2 separate regions of the Mus musculus genome follow, and region 1 is linked to region 2. Evidence: chromatin contacts called from public HiChIP or PLAC-seq data. All regions are on one chromosome and are shown on one strand. The core of a region is the stretch at or near the end of the contact, and the rest is flanking DNA. Distances in the headings are between cores, read along the strand shown.

Region 1 (2,700 bases), core at 53-2,552, 250 kb after region 2:
TGCTTCCCACCATGATGATAATGAACTAAACTTCTGAAACTGTAAGCCAGCCCCAATTAAATGTTTTCCTTTATAAAACTTGCCTTGGCTATGGTGTCTCTTCACAGCATTGGAAACCCTAAGACAGTCTTTATGTTATTTTCCAATCAAAGCTATTTGGGAGTCAGTAAGAGGAAAGTGATTTCTGCACAACGTCTCAATTCCACATCATTGATTGAATCAATCTCTACTAATTGCCGTCAATACTCTCATCAACTGGAGGAGCCCGTGAGACTACTGTGGCCTGTGTTTTTTCACTGATGTCACTGATGAGTCTCACAGTGGTATCTCTGTCACATGACAGCCTCATGCTATGTTCATGTCTGAGAAGGGACAACTCCCCTTGTTATTCTCCAAAACAGCTTGTGTGGCCCGTTGAACCTTTAAACCCTGACAGAGCTCACCCACTCCCTGCTGCATCTCCACCTAGTCTGGGGACATCATTCTTTCCTCTGGAGGGTGTGAGGGTGTGACTGTCTCCAAACAAAGGCTCAGCTTTTCCTTCAGGGAGGTGGGGGGGAGGGAGTTCATTCCTGGGCTGTTGCTAGATCTAGGCTTGCATTAGTCTCTGTCTCAATGGCATGTGAAAGACACAAAAATCCTACCCAGTGTTAGCCAAGAAAGTAACAGCTCTGCCAGGCAAAGGCAACAGCTGCTTGGACTCCTGGGCTGTCTGTCACAGAAGACTATGTACTCAGGGCCTTAGCTGCCTTCCAGTGTGGATTGAACTGTGTAGATTCCATAACGTGGCAGGCACTCTCCTTCTGCCACCTGACCATGTGGCCTTGTTGGAGGGTCATGGTCACTTCCAACCACAACCAACCTCCCTTCTGCCCCTCTTTACCCTGCAAGTCCTGGGATCCTGGACAAGCATGGATTTCAAGACTGAACTGGTCCAGGAGAGACACACCCAGACAGTGTCCCCAGGTGACCTGGTGCCTCTGTGGAGCAGGCAGGAAGTGTTGTTCCCTAGCCACCCAGCCACCCACGGCCATCTGCTCGGCTCCCTGGAAACACCCCTGTGGTCTCCGTGATTACTCAGCAGTTTTGAGCTTCCTGTGTGGTGGGCCTGGTTTGTGTCTCTTTTTGCTCTGTTTGTTTGCTTTTTTATGTGTGTTTCAAAATTTCAAATGGTGCAGTGAAAAGGAATAGGAGGGATGGGCAGAACTCAGAATTATTGGCCAGTAAAGTGACTATCCACTAAGGCTAGGGATTTTCCCCCAGACTTCCTGTGGTGAAATTAACCCCCAGCTGTGAGACACAACTCTCTGGGAGCCAACTTAATCCCATTTTAGTGGTTAGAGGTGGGGCCTTGAGAGTAGAGTAGGATTTGATGTTGTCATTGGGAGGAGCCTCAGGCATGAATCCTCCTAGCTTTATAGGAACCTAGAGAGACAGAAGGAGTGCATATTCGTGTATGCACACACATATCCACACAGGGTGTTTTGCACCATTTGACCATGTGCACCATCTTGGGACTCCATATTGACACCAGAAAATGCTACTCTTAATCTTGTAACAAAGCCAGGACGAAAATAAACCTACTTATTGACCCATTCATTCATTCACTCATCCACTTGTTTTTGAGACAGGGTCTCTTGTAATTCAGACGATCCTCTGACTCCATATATATGGAAGGATGACCTTGAACTGCTGATTTTCCTGTACCCACTTCCTGAATGTTGGCAGTAACCACACTCGATTTGTCTTCTGCTGAAGATGCAAGCCAGGGTTCTGTGTATGTTAGGCAAGCACCCAACCAACTGACCTACATCCCCAGCCTAGTAAACCTGCCTTCATTCAAACCTATTCAATCTGTGGACAACAGAAATGGGACCCATGCCCCTTCTTCAGCTGGCCATTTGCAGGGATCCTTAAGAAAAACTGAGCTGCCACCTGTGTCTCTGACCCATAACTTAGACCAAAACCTGGAACTGATTCTCTTCTTTGGAGGCCATTCCAGTTCTCCATAGTAGAACTGGATACCCATTATGAGTCTGCCTCGAACTGCCATCACTCTCTCATCTCTGGGGATGAACATTGCTCAGTTGCCCCTTGCCTCTGGCTTCACCTTACTAGCTATAAAGGGACCAACTTCTCCTGGCCTAAGCAACACAGTCTCGGGGCATTCCTGGGCCCCAGGGATGCTGCTTCATTTTTAGAGAGATCTCACTTACCTCAACTAACTCAATCTAGAAACTTCTTCATAAACATACCCAGAGGTTTTTCTTCAAGGTGATTCTAGATCCCGTCTAACTGGCATTCAATAGTATAGTATACTGGTCAAGGAGATATATATATATATATACATATATATATACATATATATATGAATGAAGTAAGTGAGTTTATTGAGGTAGCTTGCGGTCTGTGGGCCACCTAGTCCAACAATGATAGTCTACTAAGGGAAAGTCTAAGAGCCCTCCTGTACTTGTTCAGTCCATGAGGCTAGATTTCTCAGCTGGTCACCAGAATCCTGGAGAAATAGGCTCTAACGCCAGCGAAGGGATGGACTTTCCAGCAAGAGCGAGGGCAAGCAGGCAAAGAGCAGGAGCTTCCTTCTTCTATGTCCCTTTTACAGGCTGCCAGGAGAAGGAATGGCCCGCATTCAAGTCGGATCTTCTCACCCAAAAGATTCAGTGTAAAGGTGGGTCTTTCTAC
Region 2 (2,700 bases), core at 193-2,692:
TCATATATCTGAATGATGAATCATGAGGGAGTGACACAACTTAGAAGAATTAGGAGGTGTGACCTTGTTGGGGGTAGATGTACCCTTGCTGGAAGAAGTGTGCCACTAGCAATGAGCTTTGAGATTTCAGAGCCCAAGACAGACCCAGTGTCTCTCTCCCTGCTGTCTGCAGATCTGGATGTAGAACTCTCAGCTACTTCTCCAGCACATTTCTGTCTGTGTGCCACCATGCTCCTTACCTTGAGAGTCATAGACTAAATGGCCGAAACTGTAAGCAAGCCCCCGTTAAATGCTTTCTTTTTTAAAAGCCATTGCCTTGGTTATGGTGTCTCTTCACAGCAAAAGAACACTGACTGAGATAATATACCAAGCTATGCTTGAATGAATCTGATTTTTTTTTTTTGTTCTGTTGCTTTTGTTCAATCTGGGGAGAATAGAAGTTTGTTCAAAAATAATTAGTAAGGAATTTAAGAAACCACTACGAAGTAATCCTTGACAGCTATTGTCTTGGGGGACTGGAGTCATACTGAATTACTCTGGAAAGCATTTTAACCGTATTAATGCCTGGGTTCTAGATCCTGGACTCTGATTTCACTGGTTCTTTATTCCACTGGAAACCTTTGCTATGATGTCAGAAGTTACAATCACAAGTTCTATGGTTTGTGATGCCTGAACTATGCATGATATCCATGTATGCTGTGAGGCTTTGCCTAGCTAAAATCAAAGAACAAATTCAAGACATGATCCCTTGTTCGGCTACATTGTTACAAGAGAAAATGTATTCCTTGCATACACATCTGTATGAATGTCCCTAGCTTTCTTGGGAAGGTGACCTAATAACAGAGATTTGATTATTGTTTATGTTGGAAATAGAAAAAAAAAAAAAAGAAAGAAAGAAAGAAAGAAAGAAAGAAAGAAAGAAAGAAAGAAAGAAAGAAAGAAACCAGTAGGCCTCTGTTTGTGCTGGGATTAAAGACCAAGGAATGGAAATATTTTGCATGTATGTGGGATGCATTATACATGTTTTCAAATATTTCTTAAGGTAAACAATGAAAAGCATCCATAGCAGCATTGGTTTCCTAAATGGTAGTTTTTAAAATCAAATCCAAATGTTTGTTTTGATTGTTTTAAGTGAATACTTAAATTTGTTCTTGGAATACATAGGGCACGAACAATGTATATAGATTTATATACAATTCACACATTTTCAGATACTTTATTTACAAGGTTAAGTGAAAACAAAAAGGAAGGAGGTTCTGTCACAGGAAGCCCTGCCTTAATTTACCCATGAAAGCAAGGCCTTGTCAATTCTGGCTTCATCCACCCCTGGGTTGAAGCGTGAACTGTCACTCAGGGTGGACCTGAAGCGCTACCCTATCAGACACAATAGACTGAAGGCTACCCAATCAGACACACGGTCGGAAGGGAGGAGGCGGGCCTTGCGTACGTTGTTGCTGACCCCGCCATCTTGGCATCTGTGGCCGCTTTCTTCTCCCAGCTCTGTGTTCTGGATTGCACCTAGTGTCTGTCGCCGTGTGACTCGCTGGTACCTGGACACCCAGCGCGAGGCGGGGCGCTCACCTGAGTCCCGAAATGGTGCGTTTACCCACGACAAGGCCCCTAGCCCCGCGTCCCGCATCGGGGTCGCTTGTGCCCCTGCTGCCTGCGCTGTGGCCAGGCTGAGCTGGCTGCTGCAGCTCGGGGGTCTTGTCGCGTCCGCGTGATTCCCATGACCAGGGCTGCTATGGATGCCTCCTAGGTGGGGACACCGGGACTGCGGGACTTATGACTGCCCAAGCGCGGCCGGGAGTTTGTCGGCCGCCTCCAGATCTGGTAGGACTTTGACCAGCATGGGGGATTGCTGCCTTCTTGGTCTCTGGGCCCTCAAGGCCATCGGCCTCCCCAGGATTTTTCTGCAGCCGGCGCCCCGCCCCGTCTCTTCATCTTGCATCTCCACGTTTGTCCCTGGCTTCTCAAGTCACAATCTTGTGATGTTTCTATCTCAGAACCTCTATGGAAGCCCGTGAGCATGACCTTCCCCGCCCACTTCCTCACCTCTCAACCCATCTCAGCCCATCACGTTTTGTTCATGAGCCCGGTCCTTCAAGTCCCGGGAGTCCCTGAGTGACCCGGAGTAGGTACTTCTTCTCCTCTCTGCTGTTTCCTTCACTCTCCCTCTGTCTTCTGCCTCTGGCTCTCTATTTCTAGGGATGGAGTCTAGGAATTCATTTATGCAAGGTAGTGCTCTGCCCTAAGCCAGTTAGTTACTTGTCCTTTTTTTTTTCCTTTCACGATTTTAGCATTTATATATTAATGGTACACCGTAGTGACTTTCATTTCATTACATCTTATATCTATGTGTAATGTTGTATTTTCTTCTACCTAACCTCTGTTATCCTCCCGGTCCTTTTCCTACTCCCTCAGATTCTCTTCCTCTTTTCCAGTACTTCCCCTTAGTATTAGTTTTTTTTTTTTTTTTAAATGACCCCCCCGACTTCTACATAGGAAGAAGGTTAGTTACAGGAGCATGGGCCCCACCATTGTCTATACTACTATACTACGGAATAAAGAGGCTCTCCTGAGCCTCTCCCTATGCAACCATTAACTGCCTATACATCCTCAAGGAGAAATGGGGCCTTGTGAGCCTCTTCCTGTTCTTCACAATTTCACTTCATTTACAGATTTTTATTTATGTGTTTT

Evidence for each region. HiChIP or PLAC-seq counts read pairs in DNA pulled down with a chosen protein or histone mark.
Region 1: an H3K27ac HiChIP or PLAC-seq map of embryonic stem cells shows a contact between it and region 2, with 4 times the contacts expected there. The contact joins the enhancer-like site here to the promoter of Zfp157 in region 2. A contact is called at or near these places in 1 of 484 Hi-C or Micro-C datasets (nephron progenitors), 3 of 115 datasets of contacts at active chromatin or transcription factors (acute myeloid leukemia, bone marrow-derived macrophages and embryonic stem cells) and 3 of 9 other capture datasets (adipose tissue, liver and pancreatic islet).

The regions. Positions count from the first base shown.
Region 1 is chr5:138,693,634-138,696,333 of GRCm38.p6, forward strand. No RefSeq gene overlaps it. Among named protein-coding and RNA genes, the nearest start is that of Fam20c, 60 kb to the right of the region's middle. Within about 2 kb of position 1,303, at least 98 of the 459 cell types and tissues checked have an H3K27ac peak or open chromatin away from gene starts, as enhancers often do. A contact at or near this core is called in acute myeloid leukemia, bone marrow-derived macrophages, embryonic stem cells and 1 more, where this site is marked.
Region 2 is chr5:138,440,034-138,442,733 of GRCm38.p6, forward strand. Zfp157 (zinc finger protein 157) reads left to right here and starts at 1,443. Exons shown (of 5, transcript NM_028130.3): 1 at 1,443-1,596. The coding sequence starts at 1,594.